2 separate regions of the Ovis aries genome follow, and region 1 is linked to region 2. The links are chromatin contacts, called in public Hi-C maps. All regions are on one chromosome and are shown on one strand. Each heading gives the region's core, a stretch centred on a gene start, on an enhancer-like site or on the middle of the called end of the contact. The rest is flanking DNA. Distances are from core to core; before and after follow the strand shown. Region 1 overlaps TTC7A (tetratricopeptide repeat domain 7A). Region 2 holds the start of CALM2 (calmodulin 2).

Region 1 (6,912 bases), core at 3,131-5,630, 140 kb after region 2:
GTGTAGCTCTTGCCTCGTGTTAAGTCCTCTTTCGAAGCAAGCATGGCACTGAGGTCATTTCACATTTACAGGCTGACCCCCTTCGCACTGTGCACCCCTTGAGGGCAGGGTTCCTGTCTTGTTCCTGGACCTCAGCCTGGGCATATAGCATGTGCTCAGCAAATGCCCTCACTTGTTCTGGGGGGTTCTCTAGATCACACGGAAAATCAATAGCTGCCAGGCCAGCAAACTTAGAAATCAAAGAGGGTAAAAAGCCAAAGGTGACCGCTTGGGAAGTCACGTGAGTCCCTCCTGCATGAAACAGATTCCTGGGGACTTTGAGCTTGGAGCCCTAAAAGGACAGAAGCTCAATTCCTTGCCTTCTGGGAACCTCTGGTTTCCGACAAGCAAGCAAGCAAGCAACATTATAAATTCAGATCCCCGTTTGTAAGATTGAGAATGGAGACTAAGACCTGGGGATAGAATAAGAATCACAGCAATTTTCCCTAGTCTGTCTAGAGCTTCTAAAGAGCCAGAAAGGGCACGAAGCACAGGGCACCACAGGGTCCTTAGAGACTTCATGTCTGGGGGCTGCTACTGAAAGTAGAGTTCACCTCTGTGGGCTGTGCGCAGCCGTCTCCTCTATAAAATCACACCTTCAGTTTCAAACAGCATCTCCCAGGCTCCTATCATCTACAAGCCACATCTACACTTTTGGCTACTAGCTGTGCACCATTAGTGTTATCGTTCTGTGCCATACTTTTCTTTACATCTTCTTTCTTTTTACTTCAGCAGACATCCCACCTTCATCAAACATACCTGAAATCATGGATTTAGTGTACAAGCTGTTTGGCTTCAGGTTTCACATTTCTTTTTTGCTAATAAATCCTACATACAGAAGTACTTTTTTTTCCCCAGGAGTACTTTAAAAAACTTAGTCTGTGTATCACTTACAACCATCTGTGTACCACTAGAGGTACTAAGGTGGGACCAGCAGCATTTGCATCAGGGGAACTTGTTAGAAATGGAAATTCTGAGGATCCCTACTCTAGATCTGCTGGATCAGAAATTCTGCTGTAGAGTCCAGCAATCCATGCTTTATCAAACTTCCAAGAGGGTCCCAGTGACATTCAAGTTTGAGAACCACTGGTTTAGAAGATTCCTCAATGTCTTCCAGTTCTCCTATGCTAAGCAATCAGGTTCCAGGAGGAACAACCTGACATGGAAACCCTGGCTTTGCAGCCAGATCCTAAACCTGCAATCTTAGGACAGCGAGGTAGCCAATCTGAGTTCTAGTCTCCCTGTCTGCTGGAGGATTCCTGGTTTGCTCACAGTGCTGTCAGGAAGATGAATGTATGTGAAGCCCGGAGGACACCAGCCCTGTGGTATAGACTTACTGAATAGTAGCTATTTCCCCTACTTTCCTTTCTAATCTGGGTCCTAAAGGTCACATTACTTATGTTTTAATTTGCCACACTGTTTTGCACGGAAGTTCAGAAGCTAATGAGTAAAGGGAGGGGAAGGAAGTACCCAAGGGGATCCTCCAGTTTTGCGTCCATCTTTGTCCTTCCATCAGCCCCGCCCCCACAGGGGACATGAGAACAGGCTCTCCCTGATAGGCAAACCACACCCAAGGACAGGCTGGGAGCCCCCACAAGCCTGGAAGCAAGAGTGCAGCAGAAGCCCTTCAAGCCCGCTGAGGACTCTGCCTTGGAAAAGGACCCAGAGAGGGACAGCAGGGGGAGCTGAGAGGAGAACCACACGGCAACCATTACTAGGAGAGTGAGAAAAGCTTGCATGAATTCTCAGAAGAGAGGGAACGGCTGGCTCTGGGAACTCAGTCTGCGGGAGAGCTCTGCTGGAGCAGCTGGGCCAAATGGCCACAGGCTGAGGAGGGTTGGACCCTGGGGCTTCCCCAGGGCCCCTGTGGCCCAGAGGAAGCCGGGAGCACCCCGGACCTGTGGGTGATTTTCCACTCTGTGAGCTACCTGCCAGCTTCCTCCCTGGCAGCCTGGCCCAGGCTGCTTTCAGGAGGCCAGAGCCAATAAGGACTGTGACCCCTTCTTCCCACTGCAAGGCAAGGACTGTCCTCTCCTTCCCACTGCAAGGCAAGGACTGTCCTCCCTCTGCCTGTAGTTTCTAATCATCAACACTCAGAAAGCACTCCCAGGTCAGCAGTACTGGCATTGCCTGGGGATTTGGGAGAAATGCAGACTCCCAGGGATCCTGCTTCTCCCAATACACTCACAATTTAGGAATGAGCACTGTATTTTAACAAGATCTTGTGCTCCCAAAGTTGTATATTTTTTACTGTTTTCAAATCTGTAAGGGAACTGGGCACCTAAATAAGCTTCCAAGAATTTTTTAGCAAAGTAATCACCCTTAGGCATCTTTTGGGTAAGTTCCAATTTTTATTGAATTCAGATAAAGAGAAAAATCGAGCAAGGTTCTGGTGGCCAGAGCTAGACAGGGAGAGACCCAGGCTCCCAGCCAATGCTAACCTGTTCTGAAATGTCGTGAATGCCCCTCTGCCTCAGCTCACCCCTCCAGGAAATGGGAAACAAGCTGGGGTCTCTCCCACCAGCCTGAATAATCCTGTCACAGGTCTCAACTGCCAGTGCCAGGTAGAGCTGGGGCTTTTCTGAACCCCGTGAGAGGCCAGTTTGAAAGATCTCTTTGTTCCAATCTCTCACATTGACCTTTCTGAGCAAAGCTGCCACTTTTAACAATGTCCAAACAGGAGCCTCCAACAAACCCTGGCCCAGAATCAGGCTGCACGCAGACAAACCAGGAGGCCATGGATTCCAACTCAAGCAAACCCTGGCTGGTCAGGAGCAGAGAGAAAGAGGAGATGTGCGTGCAGGCATGGGTTAATGGAAACAACCTGTCTTAGAGCAGCCTGCAAGTGGGCCACACAAGGAGGTGGCAAGCTCCCCGGGGCCCCTGGTCAGCAGCAGGCAGTGGGGAGGATTTTGCAAAGCACTTTATCTCATCCAGCCTTTGCAACTTCTAATGAGATTGGTGAGGGAAGCTTCATATTCCCGGGCACCAGCTCAATGCTTGGAACACAGGAGGCACTCAAGAAATTATTGTGGAATAAATCCATCCTCATTCTCCAAAGGGAAAATTAAAGCCCTGAAGATGCCTGCCTTTTTAGGCCATCACTCACCCAATGGAAAAGGTGGGCTCCCTGCAGGCACCAAGGGATTCAGATTTCACTCCCTTCTAGCTAACCAGACTCTCCAGAAAGACAACAGTGTTCTGACTTGGCATAGTTACACTTCCCTTTCCTGGCTATTTGAACTCCAGGACTCCTTCGACGAAGTCTTTTCAAAGGGCTCACTGCATACCAAGTACCTGGATATTGTCCGACGCGATGGACATGAGTTTGAGCAAGCTCCGGGAGTTGGTAACGGACAGGGACGCCTGGAGTGCTGCAGTCCATGGGGTCACAATGAATCAGACACGACTGAGTGACTGAACTGAACTGGATATTGAACACCAACTATCCTGTTCTCAACAGGCATCCAACTAATACAGGGGGGATGAATTAAAAGACTGAATGATGAATGAATAGCTCATTTATGGGCTTGCACGTAAGGTGCTCATGGTCTATAAATTTAGTCACGCCCCTGATTTATTCAAGAGCTTAGCAAAATATTTTGCATACAGTAGGGCGCTCAACAAATTTTCTTGAGGGGGAGAATGAGAAGCAGGGAATGAGAAAATACATGGAATCACCACCAAGTGGAACCTAAACAGGCTCTGGCACGCACGGCTCCGGCTGGAAGTCTCCGGTTCAGGGCTGGCACTGCTAATCGCATATGAGAGGTTTCTGGTCAAAGACCCAGAAATGCACAGCCAGGCCCCAATAGCTGGAGGACTGAACCAGAAGGCAGGGTCAGGTGAAGTTCAAATGGTTATCAAGCTATTCCTTCCTGCCACAGAACCACATCATCAGTTTCAAAAACTAACGCTCTCCTCTTCACTCCCAACCCCAGAAAAAGACTGTGACACTTCCGGGCAGGGCCCTGAGGACATCCAGGCAAGGACACCGGTCTAGCGAGGTAGGGGATGGGCAGTGGGTAAGGACGATAAGTAAAGACTGTGCATTGAGAGAGGCTGGAAGAATGTGCCTTCTCTGATGGGCCTCCGAGTTCTCCCTTTGCCTAAAGAGGTCTCTTCCGTGACCACCAGGAGGCTCTCCTGGGTTTTGCTGCTGGGTGACTCTGCTCCCTGGATGCCCCCTTGAGCCATCTGTCTCCTGCCCTCCCCCGGCACTGCAGATACTGGGTGGCTGATGAGAATACTAAATCACTGCTGATTGGACACATCCCTCACTGGGTTATACTCAACAGCAGGCTGGGTTTTCTAAGGTACCTACACACACACACAGTAAAAGGGAGAGTGTTTTCATAAGGCTTCACAGCCTGCCAAGCCCTGCAACTCCCTTAGAAAACACACATTCCCTTCTCTATTGTTTGGTTTTGGTACAAAACCAAATATTGCTTTAGTGATTAAAAAAAAACCAACTGAAAAGTTTTTTTAAAGAGCATGCACAAAACATTCAGCCCACCTGGTTCAACATACATAACCCAAGCTGGCTCCCAGACCTGAGCCAAGAATGAGCTCTGTACATCTAGGGAGAAGGAAAGGAAAAAAAAACACTCCAAGGAGAAAATGGCCCCTTGCCCACTGTGGGGGAAGGAGCCCAGTCAGCTCAAATTCTTTTCTTGGGAGATGCTCAGAGACTCAGTTCTAGTGAGGTCAGGGTCATCAACAGTTTCCCTGGCATTGCACCACCCTCAGCTACCCCCTGCTGCTTCACTCCTGGAACTGCTCCATGCAAAGGAGAACCAAGCCTCCCCCACAGCCAAGACCCTGGGCTCACCAACCCCCAACTGAGAGATGCCTCCTCCTGGCAGTTGTCATCCACAGAACTGCCTGGGGTGAGGCTCCAACCAGAGTCCACGGCTGCCCTCTGGTGGCAGCGAGGGGGAAGTGGAACCCAGGTATCCCAGGTCCCTGCCCCTTGGGAGGGGCCTTCAACTCTGGACTTTCAGGCCAGCACTTTCAGTCCCAGGTCAATTAGGAACTCTGCCATCAGTCACAGAGCAAGGGGCAGGAGTCAGCTGGGGAAATTAACTGCAGGATCAATAGGGCAAGGCCCTTGGAAAAAATGAATGTCCCTCAGACACTGAATGAGTAAGCGGGCAGCATGAGGGAGGCCCAGGCCTCAGTGAAGCTCAGGATTAAAGGAGCAGCACTGTCTGGAGGCCAAGCAAACACCACTCACACTGCACAGTGGAGAGCACCACACCCTTTAAGTTACGCAGATCCTCAACTGGAGGGATCAATCCTCAATCCTCAACAAGCCAGGCCCTGGGAGCCAGCACTACTCGTGGTCATCTGGCCCTTGGGGCTGGGCACCCCGTTCTCAGCAGGCTCTCCTCTGACCCTCTGGAGCCTGGGTCCACACCACACCCACACGGGAATGAGCTCCAGCTCTCAGATTCCAGCCCAGAGTCTGAGAAGCAGATACCACCACCTCCTCCTGTTCTTTGGCTCTAATGAACGTCCTCTAACACCCAACAGTGCCGGAGCTCCAGGGACTCCACTCCACCCAGCCTGTCAGAACAAAATGTCTCCCTAGAGTCCACCCTGTCCCAGGCGGCGCCCAACCCCCTGCCTTCTTTTCCTCCAGCACAGGGCACTGTCCACCATCCACACATGGCTCCCACAGCTCCCGCTCAGACGTGGGCCCTGTGAGGACGGACCTCGTCCGGCCTGGCAGCTGGGGGCAGCACTCAGGGGGCTCTCAGCAGCAAGCTGGGAGAGGAGCTGCTGTCTCTCCTCAGGGCTTTTCCATCTTAGCCACCTTTCCGCTATTGGGCTGTGACCTCTTTCAACACAGCAAAGGGTTTCTCCCAACCCTTCCCAAACACCCCAAGAGCCCAGGCAATGGGAGTGAATTTAACCACCAGCAAACGGCTCTGGAGCCCTGGAAAAGACTCTCCAGAGCTGCCCCAGAGACAGTGACGAGGGTGTCAGGCATCTGCATCCGTCTCCCCCTGACCTCCAGCCTCTGCACCCTGAGCTAAGACCGTGGTTCTCAAGTGTGGGGCCAGGCTGTGGGTGGGACAGACACAGTTCAGCACCAGGTTTGCTGGCAACACCACCTGCTGGCCTTGTGACTTTGGGCAAGTTCCTTAACCTCTCTTTCAGGAAAATGGGGATATTACTAGTTCCAACTTTACAGGATTACATGTAAAGGCATCAGCATTCTGCCTGACACGCAGTAAGTATTCAACAAGTATCGGCGACCATCAAGAAGAAAGGTATAAAGACATTATTCAAAGCCCACCCAGGCACCCAGGACTACTTTATCTTTGTCACATTCCAGGGTCACCTCTGGGCTGGATGAGTTCACAGGAAACAGAGAGGGAAGGACCGCGCTGCTGCCACGCATCCTGAGAACTGCTCCTCACACTCAGGCTTTCAAAAGTTCGGGCTGTTCGCTGGGAGAAAAATGATGATTCAGTCTCTATTTGTCTATATGTGGGAGGCAGGGTGGAGCAGGGGTTGGGGGAGTTGGCATCCTGGCTCTAAGGACTGAAATTTGTGCTTCAGGAGGCAGAGGACAAAGACAGGGGAACAAAGTGACAGCCTCAGAAAAGAACTGAAATGATGCTGGCTTTCCCGGAGGGGTGGTGGCTGGTTAATGCCTCTGCCCACAACAGGCAAATGCGCGCGCGCACACACACACAGCCTGAGTGTGCGGAACAAAGACAGGGCAGGAAGCAGGCCAGCTCGGGAGGAGCAGGGGCTCCGGAAGAGGAGCCGCTCTCTGAGAATGTGACTCAGGGTCCCAGAGAAGGAAGTGGAGCCCTGACTCAGCACAGCAAGGATCAACAGGACCCTGTCCTTCTCCCA
Region 2 (6,218 bases), core at 2,950-5,449:
GGACTATAGCATGCCAGGCTCCTCTGTCTATGGAATTCTCCAGGCAAGAATACTGGAATGGGTTGCCATTTCCTTCTCCAGGGGATCTTCCCAACCCAGGGATGGAACCTGGGTCTCTGCACTGCAGACAGATTCCTTACTGTCTGAGCCACCAGGGAAGCCCTTGTTTCATTGGTGGGGTAAGTTAATTAAGCCCTCCCCCTGTGGCATCAATGAGTCACCATATTAGCAAGGACAATAGAAGCACACTGTGGGGTCCAGAGTTTTTCTTGAGTAGTCATTCATCTGACAGGAAGGTCACAGGGTTGCCAATACTAACTGAAAGAGCTCTTACTTTGTCTCTGATTTACCAGACTGAAAGAAAGAGAATCCACCTCTGGTCTATTGAAAGAAATACTTTAGATGGCTTGAGAAAACGTCTAAGTTTGAAAATGCTCGTCTCTCATGTCTGGCCATTGTGACCCCATGGACTGTAGCCTGTCAGGGTCCTCTGTCCATGGAATTCTCTAGACAAGAATACCTGAGTGTGTAGCCATTCCCTTCTCCAGGGGATCTTCCTGACCCAGGGATCAAACCTGGGTCTCCTGCATTGCGGGCAGATTCTTTACCATCTGAGCCACCAGGGAAGCCCAAGTTGTTTGCTGCTAAGTCGCTTCAGTCATGTCCGACTCTGTGCGACCCCATAGATGGCAGCCCACGAGGCTCCCCTGTCCCTGGGATTCTCCAGGCAAGAACACTGGAGTGGGTTGCCATTTCCTTCTCCAATGCATGAAAGTGAAAAGTGAAAGTGAAATTGCTCAGTCGTGTCCAACTCTTAGCGACCCCATGGACTGCAGCCTATCAGGCTCCTCCATCCATGGAATTTCTCCAGTCTAAGTTGTTTAAAGCAGGTTAAATTCCACTGAGGCTTTCCAAGTTGGTTCAGATAAGCTAAGAAAGTATTTTGGTCTTGCTGGGCATTCTGGAGGTATTCTGGAGGGAACCTTCTTCTCAATAAGCAGAAAATACCTTGGTTTGCTGAAAATGCTATTCATTAGGTTTTACAAGGTTGTGCTTTTTAACCAGAAAATTATGAAGTCTTATTGTGGCCTAAGAGGATTTTTTTCTGGTTCTACCAACATTCTTGAGGAACTGCAGTTTGAGCATGAATCCCTAGTTTCTTCCTAACTTCCCAGCACTATCTCCTGAAGTGGGCTCATCCTGGTAATGCCTAACCATTGACACTCCTCCACTGTGCCATGTAATTGCTTGCCTTTGTTCTTTCTTTCATCTAAACTTGCTGCTCTATTCCTCCCTGCCTTTTCGCTTTTTCCTGGCCTGACATTATCATGTCAGACTCAATGAAGGAGTCATGTTCTCTGGAAACCCTCTTTGGAAACTCTGTGGTGGGCCAAATCCTCTAAGCCCCCTCTAAGGTAACAATTACATTATTTTCAAATGAGTTTATACGATACGTAAATTATTGCTATTCACTTGTTAAATATTCCAGGTTATACACACCCTTGCTTATTTTGGGTGGGACCAAGAAGGTAATTGTTTTTAAATTGGGTATGGGGAATATATGAAACAAGAATGACAGAATGCTGTAAACCTGAGTGATTGGTACTTTTTTTTGTTATACTTTTCTCTCCATTTGTATATCCCTGGAGAAGTGAATGGCTGCCCACTCCAGTATTCTTGCCTGGAGAACTGACAGAGGAGCCTGGTAGGCTACAGTCCACTTGTATATAGTTTATATCTAAAGTTTTCCAAATTAAAGGTTCAAAAATTAAAAAAAAAATTTTCATGTGTGACAAAACACACGTAAAATTTACCATCATAACCATTTTAAAGTGTAGAGTTCAGTGGTACTAAATACGTAATGTTGTGCTACCATCACCGTCCATCCCCACAACTATTTTCATCTTGTAGAATGGAAACTCTTATCTATACCCATTAAACAATAACTCCTCATTCCCCCTTTCCCTGACAACCATCATTCTACTTTCTGTTTCCGTGATTTTTGAGTATTCCAAATACCTCAAATAAATGGAATCATACAATATATGACTTTTTGTGACTTACCTCACTTAGCATAATGTCCTTGAAGTTCATCCATGTTGTGGCATATTGCAGCATTTTTAAGGCCAAATAATATGCCATTTATGTACAACAGATGTATACCACATTTTGCTTATCCATTCATCCGCTGATGAACACTTGGATCCCTTTTACATTTTAGCTGTCTTGAATAGTGCCATGAACATGGGTGTAACAATATCTCTAAGATCCTGCTTTCAGTTCTTTTGAGTATATACCAAGAAGCACAATTGCTGGATCATATGGTAATTCTATTTTTAATTTTTTAAGGAACTGCCATGTTATTTTCCAAAGCGGCTGTACTGTTTTACATTCCCACCAACAGTGGTTGCCAATTTCAGAGCTAATTTCTATGTGGCTTCAAAAATGTTCATTTAAACCTGAGAGATTAAAGACTCAAAAGGGCAAATTCATTAGGAAACTCAGTATGATCACATATACACAATACGATGGTTTTATTATGGTAACCACTGTGTGCCTATCCTGTACCAGGTACTTCAACGCTTTACCTAGATGGTAATCTTTGCTGCTGCTGCTACTGCTGCTAAGTCGCTTCAGTCGTGTCCGACTCTGTGCGACCCCATAGAGGGCAGCCTACCAGGCTCCTCCGTCCCTGGGATTCTCCAGGTAAGAACACTGGAGTGAGTTGCCATTTCCTTCTCCAATGCATGAAAGTGAAAAGTGAAAGTGAAGTCGTTCAGTCGTGTCCGACTCTTAGCGACCCCGTAGACTGTGGCCCACCAGGCTCCTCGTCCATGGGATTTTCCAGGCAAGTGTTCGAGTGGGGTGCCATTGCCTTCTCCGAGATGATAATCTTTATATGATTCTAATTCTTATAACGTTTCAAGATAGGTATTGTAACCTCCATTTTACAAATGAGGCTAAAGATTAAACGTCTCATCCAAGGTCGTACATCTGACCCAACCAGTACTCATACCCAGGTCTCACTCCAAGCCAGAACCCTATTATTCCACAGTATCAAGGGGCTATTGGAATTTTGTATACTGCGTTTTTTAACCCGCCCTCCCCCGGTAAATTACCCCCATGATGAAGGCAAAGCGAAGTTGCTCAGTCGTGTCTGACTGTGACCCCATGGACTGTAGCCCACCAGGCTCCTCCGTCCATGACTGGAGGGGGTTGCCATTTCCTTCTCCAGGAGATCTTCCCGACCTAGGGATTGAACCCGGGTCTCCCGCATTGTAGGCAGCTGCTTTACTGTCAGCCAGCAAAGGGGAAGTATAAACGGAAGTTCCTTTAGGATTAGCCAGGTGAGCAGCTGCATTCGCCCTTACCAAGATTTTCATGGGCTTTGTGGGCTCAGCTGGTAAAGAATCTGCCTGCAATGCCGGAGACGTGGGTTCGATCCCTGATCAGGGAAGATCCCCTGGAGAAGGAAAAGGATACCCACTCCAGTCTTCTGGCCTGGAGAATTCCATGGGGTCACAAACAGTCGGACACGACTGAGTGATTTTCACTTTTCGCTTTGTGGCGGAGTTACATGGTAAACGTGTGGCCTCCATAAGGCGAATAAACGAGGCTGAGATGAAGAGCGCGGGGTACGGGTTTCACTGGGTCTTTCAGCTTCATTCTTAATCGCTATTTTCGTAGACCCCCCTACAGCGGGGCGGGAAAGCTTTCGTGCAAATGTAGCGAGGAAGGATGGGTGGAGGAGGAAAGCTTTCCAGCCAACCGCAGTTGCCAGGACAGCGCGGCCCGAGCCGCAACGGCAGAAGCTGCACCGCGTCCCGGCAGCGGCTGCGAGCCCCAGTGACGCATTGCAGGTACGAACCGGCCAATCAGAGGAGGCTTCAACGATCATCGCGCTGCGCGTCGTTACTACGATGCTCTTCCGCGCCGCAAAGTAGCGCCTCTCAGGCGCCACTCCACCGGCTCTTCAACGGCTCTCTAGGGAGTGAAACACACTTACGTCATCCGTTCGTCCCCTTCCCTTTATCTTTTGCATCGTCTTTCACATAATTGTGGATAAAAGGGTCTCGAGAGGAGTTGGAGGGGAGGGGGTTGGCCGGGACTCGTTTATGATGTTCCGTTATCTGAAGTGTGGCGGAGGGATCTGGCGGAGGGAGGTGTTTATGAGGCGCTGGGGGCGGAGGGGGAGAATTAGTCCGAGTGGAGCGAGCGAGCTGAGTAGTTGTGTGATTGCGTCCCGGAGACCGGTAACGCTTGCAGCATGGTGAGTGCGTCGCTAAGCTGCGGGCGCTCGGCCTGTAGGGGGTAAGGGGCTGAAGCGAATGGACGAAAGGGAACTAGCCTTTCTCACACTCTCTAGGATTGGTCTTCGCCAGGGGGATGGCGCGCCAGAGGCTGGGGGCGTCCACGGCGGTTATGTCGCAGGTGCTCCCCCACCCCCACTCTCCTCAGGGAGGTGTCCCGTGCTGTACCGGGGGCCAGGCGCACCGCCCCCGGGACCTTGGAGGTCCTCAGAGGCAGGATGAGGATGGAGCCGGGGCGGGGGCAGCCGGGGTAGGCGAGGGTGGAAGGGCGGGAGGAGCGGGAGCGCAGAAGCCTTGGGTCGGGCATCTCAAAAGGTCAGCCAGGGGCCGTATTCAAAAGCTCAACGGACGGTTGGTGCGGGCGCCAGGAAGCGCCTTTGTCCGCGCGCGGCCGCCATGCGCCGAGGGGGCGGGCGGGAGCGCGCGAGGCCCGGGGCGAGCGCCGGCGCCGCCGTTAGCCCGCAGCCCCCGCGTGCTGGGCCGGGAGGGAGCTGGGGGCGCGCGAGCGGGCGGGCGGACTAGCTGAGTGGGCCGAGTCCGCGGGGAGCGGCCGGGGGCGGGGCGGGCTCGGGACCGCGGCCGTCGCTCGCCAGACCCGGCTCGAGCCCCAGCTGCTGCGCTGGCACCTGCAGGACTGCGGAGGTCTGGGCGTCCCGCGGCGCTGCGGGGTCGTCCGGTCGGGCAACGTTTGGGGAGGTCAGCCTCGTCCGATTCCCATCCCCCACCCCACCCCCACCCCCGGCGGCTAGGAGGAAGCTCGGTGAATCCTGATCTTTCTGCTACATATGGGCCTTGAGGCCTAATTCCACTTCCCAGGCTAAATCTAAAAAAAATTTAAGTGGTTTTGTCGTTGAAGGAAATGACTATATCTGAAGTTAAGCGCAGCCTCGCACTGCGCATCTCGTTAGAGAAAGCCAGAGACTCCAGCTGGCGTTTGAAAGGCGTTTTTCTATTCACTCACCGAAAGCCAGCTCGGAGGTGACTCCCGTTCTGTTGCCAAAGTCTGTCTTACCCTCTAGTAACAATCGGAAGGATGCCTTTGACAGGGGCCACAGTCCTCTTTTGAGTGCTCACGTGCACGTTGAAATGTTTAAGATCCGTTAACACTGTATTGCCCCGCACAACACCCTTGAAAATAGCTATTTCCGTAGCGAAAATGCCAGGTCATCTTTTAGGTGCAGTTTAATTCATTTGTACATTAATGATTGTCAAAGACTATGGTGATAAAAGAGTATATAGGGGGACGGGATTTTTTTAAAGCATTTTCCTGTCACTTGAGACCGGAACTCTTGCTCTTTCCTGTTAAAAAAAAGTCTAATGAGAGCGGTAATTTGCAATACTTATTTTGTGGTTCCTTCTGCCAAGTGGTTACAGGCGATGGGTGTGTCCAGGAGGCAAGGTGACATCTTAAACAGGAGTTGGGAATCCTTGCCAACTGAAACCTCCACCCTGTATGGGTGTGGGGAGAGGAGTTCACATTTGTTTGATGTACCCGTTCCATTTTGATATTTTAATTATTTTATCCTAAATTTGAATATGCTGGTTGAATTTACTATTTTAGGTGAAAATAAAAGCATGTAATTAAGGATCTGAATTGTGGGGTGAATTTTTTTATATTATGTAAATGAAAAGTTTGTTTCTAATCACTGATAATTAAATCAAGATCTCAGATTTTCTTGATGAGGCACAGTTTGTATCTACCCTTTCGTGGTCCTTTGCCAAAAGTAAGCTTTTGTAGTTACTGATCACGTCATTACTGTTTTGAGTGTTTTTGACCGTCATTGTTAACTAAATTGGGAAGCATCCTTGCTAAGTCACTTCAGTTGTGTCAGACTCTTTGCGAACCTATGGACTGTAGCCCGCCAGGCTCCTCTGTGGGATTCTCTGCGCAAAAATGCTGAAATGGGT

Evidence for each region. A called contact is a pair of places that touch in the nucleus more often than the background predicts.
Region 1: a Hi-C map of liver shows a contact between it and region 2, with 7 times the contacts expected there. The contact joins the enhancer-like site here to the promoter of CALM2 in region 2. A contact is called at or near these places in 7 of 16 Hi-C or Micro-C datasets (blood, hypothalamus, liver and 3 more).

The regions. Positions count from the first base shown.
Region 1 is chr3:77,351,416-77,358,327 of ARS-UI_Ramb_v3.0, forward strand. The region is part of intron 5 of TTC7A (tetratricopeptide repeat domain 7A); the gene reads right to left. Among named protein-coding and RNA genes, the nearest start is that of TTC7A, 39 kb to the right of the region's middle. Within about 2 kb of position 4,381, at least 31 of the 54 cell types and tissues checked have an H3K27ac peak or open chromatin away from gene starts, as enhancers often do. A contact at or near this core is called in liver, where this site is marked.
Region 2 is chr3:77,209,070-77,215,287 of ARS-UI_Ramb_v3.0, forward strand. It overlaps CALM2 (calmodulin 2), which reads left to right and starts at 4,200. Exons shown (of 6, transcript NM_001009759.1): 1 at 4,200-4,270. The coding sequence starts at 4,268.